2 separate regions of the Gossypium raimondii genome follow, and region 2 is linked to region 1. Evidence: chromatin contacts called from public Hi-C data. All regions are on one chromosome and are shown on one strand. Each heading gives the region's core, a stretch centred on a gene start, on an enhancer-like site or on the middle of the called end of the contact. The rest is flanking DNA. Distances are from core to core; before and after follow the strand shown. Region 1 holds the start of LOC105765942 (E3 ubiquitin-protein ligase RGLG5). Region 2 holds the start of LOC105765967.

Evidence for each region. A called contact is a pair of places that touch in the nucleus more often than the background predicts.
Region 2: a Hi-C map of leaf shows a contact between it and region 1, with 2.8 times the contacts expected there. The contact joins the promoter of LOC105765967 here to the promoter of LOC105765942 in region 1. A contact is called at or near these places in 2 of 2 Hi-C or Micro-C datasets (both in leaf).

The regions. Positions count from the first base shown.
Region 1 is chr5:35,830,632-35,834,014 of ASM2569854v1, forward strand. It overlaps LOC105765942 (E3 ubiquitin-protein ligase RGLG5), which reads right to left and starts at 1,783. Exons shown (of 13, transcript XR_008196291.1): 1 at 1,621-1,783; 2 at 172-484.
Region 2 is chr5:36,337,913-36,341,216 of ASM2569854v1, forward strand. LOC105765967 reads right to left here and starts at 1,398. Exons shown (of 2, transcript XM_012585257.2): 1 at 981-1,398; 2 at 1-284. The coding sequence starts at 1,058.

The sequences.
Region 1 (3,383 bases), core at 533-3,032:
ATACTTACAGTCGAGTCCGAGAAATATAAAATCATATCAACAATTCATCATGTTCATTTTGAACAAATATTCCTATCGATCATTACCACCAACCACAATTCTTCATATTAACCGAAACAAGAACAAACAAGCTAGAAGAACTCACAAGAATTGCAGCAACAACAAGCTAACCTGGTCCAAAGTTTCGTAGTTATCAGCTATCCTTGAGTATTTCACAATCTTATGCCCGCGATGGAGTGTTTGCAATCCGTAATTACTTGAGTGAGGTGGAGCATGGTGATGCCGTGGTGTATAGTAAGGAGTCTGTGGAGGATATCCTGATTGCGGTGGATATCCGTAACGACTCCATGAATCTGAACCACCGGACCTACTTGTCGGATACGCTCTTCCACTAGAATCCTTTGAGCTTTTTCCTCCCATAACTAATATAATCTTAACAAATTAAGCTACTCAAGAGTTCAATGACAGAAAATGATATCTCCTCCTGCAAATCAAATAAGACCAATCATGAAAATCATTGAAAGCCAGTCAGTTTTATAAGATAAGATCCAGAAAATGATATGCAATAATTGAATATGATCAAGATATTACTAACTAAGATACCTTAAAACTGTTAAAATATCCTTTTGATTCTTGAATAAAGTATTGTCAAATTAAAAGGGTTAAGGATATGATAATTCTATAAATTAAAAGGTATTTAAAGGTTCTAAATAAAAGAAATTTCCTTGGAAATTTACTGGTATGAAAATAAAGACTAATAAAATGCAAAAAGGCTGCTGCTGGTAATGACAGGTTCAAAAAGCTACCTACTGACTAAACATGTAACCACAATTAATTGCAAGAAGTGCAAACCTCAACATTTATACAAGACCACAGGAAACTCAAAACTTGAGACTCAGATAAGGACAAGGGTCAAAATCCGATACAAATACAGCAATGGTTTAACACCCAGCACTGGAAAATTCTTAAAATTTGGTTATTAAGAAAAGATTTGACCTATACAAGTAAATTTTTTGACAAGTAAAACACTTCAAGGAACTCTTAAGAAAAGGCAAAAGGAGAAGAAATTCCAGGTGGGTTTTTCCATTGATGAACACGCAAGAGATGACTATAGATAAGTATTTCTATATTCGTAAATGAACGAATAAATTTAACAACCAAATGTTTCATAAAAAAAATTAATGAAACTGATATACATTAATTATATACGTAACCTTCACTAGCAAGAAAACCCCAGGATTATAATTGTAAAAAAAGGAGTCAACTACCATTGTTTTAGGTACTTTTGCTTATCAATCAGTGCATTTTTATTAATTATTTATTTTATAGATATGTAAACCAAACATATCCTGGCAGAATGGCAGGAATCCGTAGACAACAAATCAATTTAATATTGACCAAGGGCCCTGGGTCATCATCTTCATCTCAAAGTAAAATGAAAAAAACAAAATGAATAAACAATGGTCAAACCTTCATGTATTAGAAAAAAAAATTGCAGATTAACAATGATTTTACCAGTTGGGACTTGGGATTTAGTTACTTAAAACGACGACCTAAAAAAAAAATCAAAGGGAACTTGATATATCAATACGAGAGTTAAGCAATGGAAATTAACAGGACCTGGAAAATTTTATGAAAAGGACTTGAGATTTTCCCTTTCATAATCAATGGAAAATTGAAGGGGTTTGGGGAATGAACAAGGTCAACAAAGTTTGGTAAGGGAAGGTGCGGCACATGGAACTAGGGTGTGAACGTGTCTTATCCAAGTGAATTTGCGACGAAAGTTCAAAGCAATTGATGACTTTAATTTGGGTTTGAGTCAATGGGGTTTTTTCTTGGAACCATGTCGATCTGGTTTTTTTTTTTTTTTTACAGGATTTTAACAAAGATTAAACTTTTTTGATATATAAAAGGTTGTCCCTGCATCTATTGGAAAACGACATGTTTTCAGCAGTGAAAAATTGGGGGATAAAAAAAAAAAAAACAGTTTTCAGCGACAATATCGAAACTCTCAATCATAAAAAGCGATAAGCGCCCGTCTGAGAATTGTGTCGATGGAACACAATAGACAGACAAAAAAACAAACTCAATCTAGATTGACATTTTCAACTACTACGAGGATTTTTTATTAAAATATTATAAAAATAAGAAGAATTGTATATACATTCATGTCTACCTTGTTGTAATTGAACTAGTCACTCTTATAGAAAAAATTTGTTCACCAAACTTTGGGTGGAGAAAGTCCTTAGGTTTTTATACATGCGCTGGAAACCTAGTCTAGTTTGAACATCTATTGAAAAGTGAAACAGTTCGGACAAAAATATAGATCCAAAAATAAAATTAGATAAATAATAAAATTTGTTTAGAAAATGGGTTAGATCTCGAGTAAAGTTTTTTTGCCCTGAGTTTAGTCCAAATTTAGAAAAAGAAAAAATGTTTTGCTGTTTATGTTAGTACAAAAACTTCAGTGAGGAAAATCTCAGACACACAAATGAAATACGAACAACAACTCGAACAGAAAATGAAGAAATAGAACAAGACTGTAAGGCGTGTATTAAGCCACTACCTTTAAGGTTCTATTCACCCCAACCTATACTCGGTGTGCAAATGAATTTCAAGCAAATGAACCTCGAGGATACAATTAAGCCCGATGACTATTTGTGTTTTGCATTGACGAAAATAGTCCATTAAGCATTGAGCAATGCATAACAAGAAAGTCAATTTCTATAAAAACAAATTGCAATAATTCTTTATAAAATAATCTAATAATATTAGAAGATGGAAGAAAGATAGAATTTTAAAACCTGTTGATATGATTTTCAAATGAAATCTCATTCCTATTTATAGGAATTTTCATGTGTCTTCAAAGAGACATCTTTCAATAGGTGTATTATATGAATAATAACATCTTTAAAATACACATAATTATTATTCATCTAATATTATAACCATTCAAGTAATATTGTTTGAATAGTTATAAATTTTTGTCAAAAATCAAGTGATATAACTCTTGGCCAATAACAAAAAAAAATAACTTTTGATTAATTACATCCTTTCATTTATAGTTATTGAAACACTATAAACATTTGAAAATGTTCCAACAATCTCCCCCTATTTTCAAAATATTTTAGAATTTGATTTTCTTGGAAATCAATTTTCATAAATGAAGGTGTCTTACGATTGAACCTTCACTTAGTGAAAACATGTTAAAGTTAATCGGACTTGCATAGTAGACTAAGCTTTGAACCAACTATTCTATTTGATTAACCGAACACATCTCACATAATGATTTCAACATCGATCAATGCATAGTAACCAGGGACACTATTATGGTCATGTGTTTGTGTCCTCTTTTCATGGGTGCTGTCAGAGCCAAGCCCTTG
Region 2 (3,304 bases), core at 148-2,647, 510 kb after region 1:
AACAAAACTGCATCATAAACCCGTCTTGGAAATTCACGAATTCCCCAACCATGAAGTTTGCAGAGCTTTTCCATCGATACATTCTCATGATAATAATGTGGGATATCATGGAAAGGTTTCGGTGGCGATTCCCAGAGTGGTCTAAGGAAGTATGAAATCTTCTGTCCATGAATATATATACCAAATATGCACGTCGGAACCAGCACAAACAGCAAAATACAAGTTCTCAAATCAATGCCACGCAGTATGCAGCGGATTCTCGACATGCTCAACCGGCTCAAACCCTATAACATCGAGAAGATGTGATATTACCACTAATCAAATTTATTTGAGTATAAAAAGCAAAGGGGGATACGTTTTATAATTTGATTCTCTATTATCCCGATCCCCAACATAAAATTCCTGACTTCGCCCCTGCCGATAAACATCATGATTTGTAAGGGGAAGTTCAGAAAAGCAATGGAATACATGCAACTCATATTCGAAGTGTAATGCCCAATAAGATTCTATGAAAAGTAATAGCTTTCCAGACGTTCCTCCATGATTAAAAGTTACGAACCTAGATTCTTCATCTTTTCTAAAATACTCGTATTTACATTCATGCCGAATACATATACAGATATTGACGGCACTCATCTCGAATCCGAATAAAATAGGTTAAAAGCAAACCAATATTTTTATGTAAATTAGGTTCACAAATTACTTATTCTTTAGCTTTTTAAAGACTTTTGGTTACTTAAACACAATTTCAGATCGACGATAAATCAACCATCAAACTCTCAAACCCTAAATTAAAAGGAAAGATTCAAAAAACATAATCCGAACCCCCAAAAAACGTTGAAATTAACAACCAACAATTAGCAGCTAAATTGATTAATAATAATAATAATCTCAAACGCATCAATTTCCCTCAAATTCCTACGAAAAGATTAACAGAAACATCAAAAGGTAAAGGAAAAGAGATCAAAATATTGAAGTACCTGACCACAAACATCTCCATAGATATCATCAGATTTTTTAGGACAATGCCCTCCTCCTTCATTCATCATCCACCACATTTTTTCTAGAAATTTATAACTCCTTTTAGTAATAAAAAAAATTAAAAAAAATATGATTGTAAGTCAGTGCTGAAGAACCCAGAAACCTCAACTTCCAGAAAATCTCGCTCGATCTTCAGCAACCTTGTTCCACTTACAACGGTTACCTATTAACTATAATCTCCCTTTTCACAAGGAAAAAAAACACAAAAAGCCCCGAAATTTAGACAGTGAGAGACTCCTCTTATCAACTAATGAAAATCGATTAATGCAAAACATTAAAAAGAAACTGATGGAAAAATAAGGTAGAAGGAGAAAATAAATTGAATCTTAAAAATAAAATTATAAGGAATAAAGAGCTGGTGCCTCTCTGTTAATCGGTGGCAATTTTAAATACTAAACCTAATGAATGAGCAAAAACAAATGGTTTAATTCTGCTCTAAGTCCCTGTACTCTATGCATGTGTGAACTTTTTAGCCTTTATACTTTTAATTTAAAAATTTTAGCCTCTTTATTTTATTTTTTTATTTGATAATTTTACTCCAATTGATAACACCATCAAAACACTTTCATTAGGCTTAGCTTAATATTGCTTCTCAAAAGTAGCTTTAGATCAAAAATATTTTTGAATAAAACTAAAATTTTTGCTTCTAGTTTTAGGTGAAAAATCACTTTCATAAAGTTTTTTTTTTTTTGTCTTAAGAGCACTTTTGAAAAGCTCAAAATTAACTTATTTAGTAATTTTTATCTCAAAAATATTTTTGTCCCAAAAGTACTTATTAGGAACAATGCTAAACTGACCCTAAATTAGTGTTAGTTTAGCATTGCTTCTAAGAAACACTTTTGAGATAAAAATATTGTTAAACAATATGCTTTTGAGCTTTTCAAATGTGTTTTTCAAACAAAAATTCTTTACAAAAGTATTTTTTTAGTCAAAAGTAGAAGCAGATAATTTTAATTTTTGCTCAAAAGTACTTTTTGGCCCAAAAGCACTTTTGAAAAGTAATTCTAAACGGCTAGTTTAATATTGTTGTTGAGAAGTGTTTTTAAAGAGTGTTTTGGAAAAGTGATTTTGAGAAGTATTTTTGAAATGTTTGGTTTAAGATTTAAGTGTTTAGTATTACTTTCAAAATTACTTTTGAGAAATAAAATGTCCATTTAAGACATGGTGTTAAAAAAATAAGCATTTAAATAATATTTAAATTAATTAATATCATGATATTTTAATAAGAATATAAAAATAATTTATTATAATTTTTGTTAATATTTTAATATATGAAAAATAAATTTTAATTATTTTTAAGCAATTAGCTAGAGAAGAGAGAGTATCATGTGTTGGAGGGATGAAAACGTAACTAAGCTGCCAAAAATGTTTTGGAGAGAGAAAAGCTAAAAATTTAAACTTCTTCATTTGGAAAAATGCTTTTGAAAAACTAAAATTTCCATCAAAATTTATTTGTTTAGCATTCTTTTGCTTCAAAAATGTTTTCTATGTCAAAATTACTTCTAAAAACACTAAGGCATATAACAATTTTAAAATAAAAATTGCTCTCATAATCAATTTAAAATTACATAAAATTCATATGAGAAAAAAATTATGGAGTTTTATTTTACTTTTATAAAACATTATATAAAAACCTTACAACATTCATAGATTCATAATTGAAAATCCTACAACCCCATATTCAACATTTTCTTCTCTTTTTTTCATTTTCTTTTTTTTTTTGGCTTATTTGGTCTTGAGCACATGTAATGCTGGTCATGTGAGCACATTTCTTTTATTTTAAAATTGTTACATGTATTCGAAGACAATAAAGTTATCGATGGAATGGTAGTAATGGTATTTTCAAGGCCTTTAGGTAGGTATAGCTATATGCAATCCCAGATGAATTTTTTAATAATTACATGGTGATTATTTTGGAATGATTTAGCCTCGTTTAGTCTAGATATGATTTTATCTTTATTCATGTACCCAAAAAATGTTACATAATCTGCATTAAAAAAATGCTTTGATGAAATTATAAATTAAACATCAATTATTAATCAGAATAGAATAAAGACTAAATTCTTAAGATTAAAAGTAGAGGAATTAAATTTTAAACGTGTAAAACGTACAGGGACCAAAAGGAAAATTAGATGAAAAATAAATAACTTTACTCTGATTTTCTCTGGGTTTACTATTTCACCCTTGGGGATTTTCCTTCATGGATAAGTCAAAGTCAAAACGTATACGGTGTAAACCATATTATATACTCATAAAATTGTTA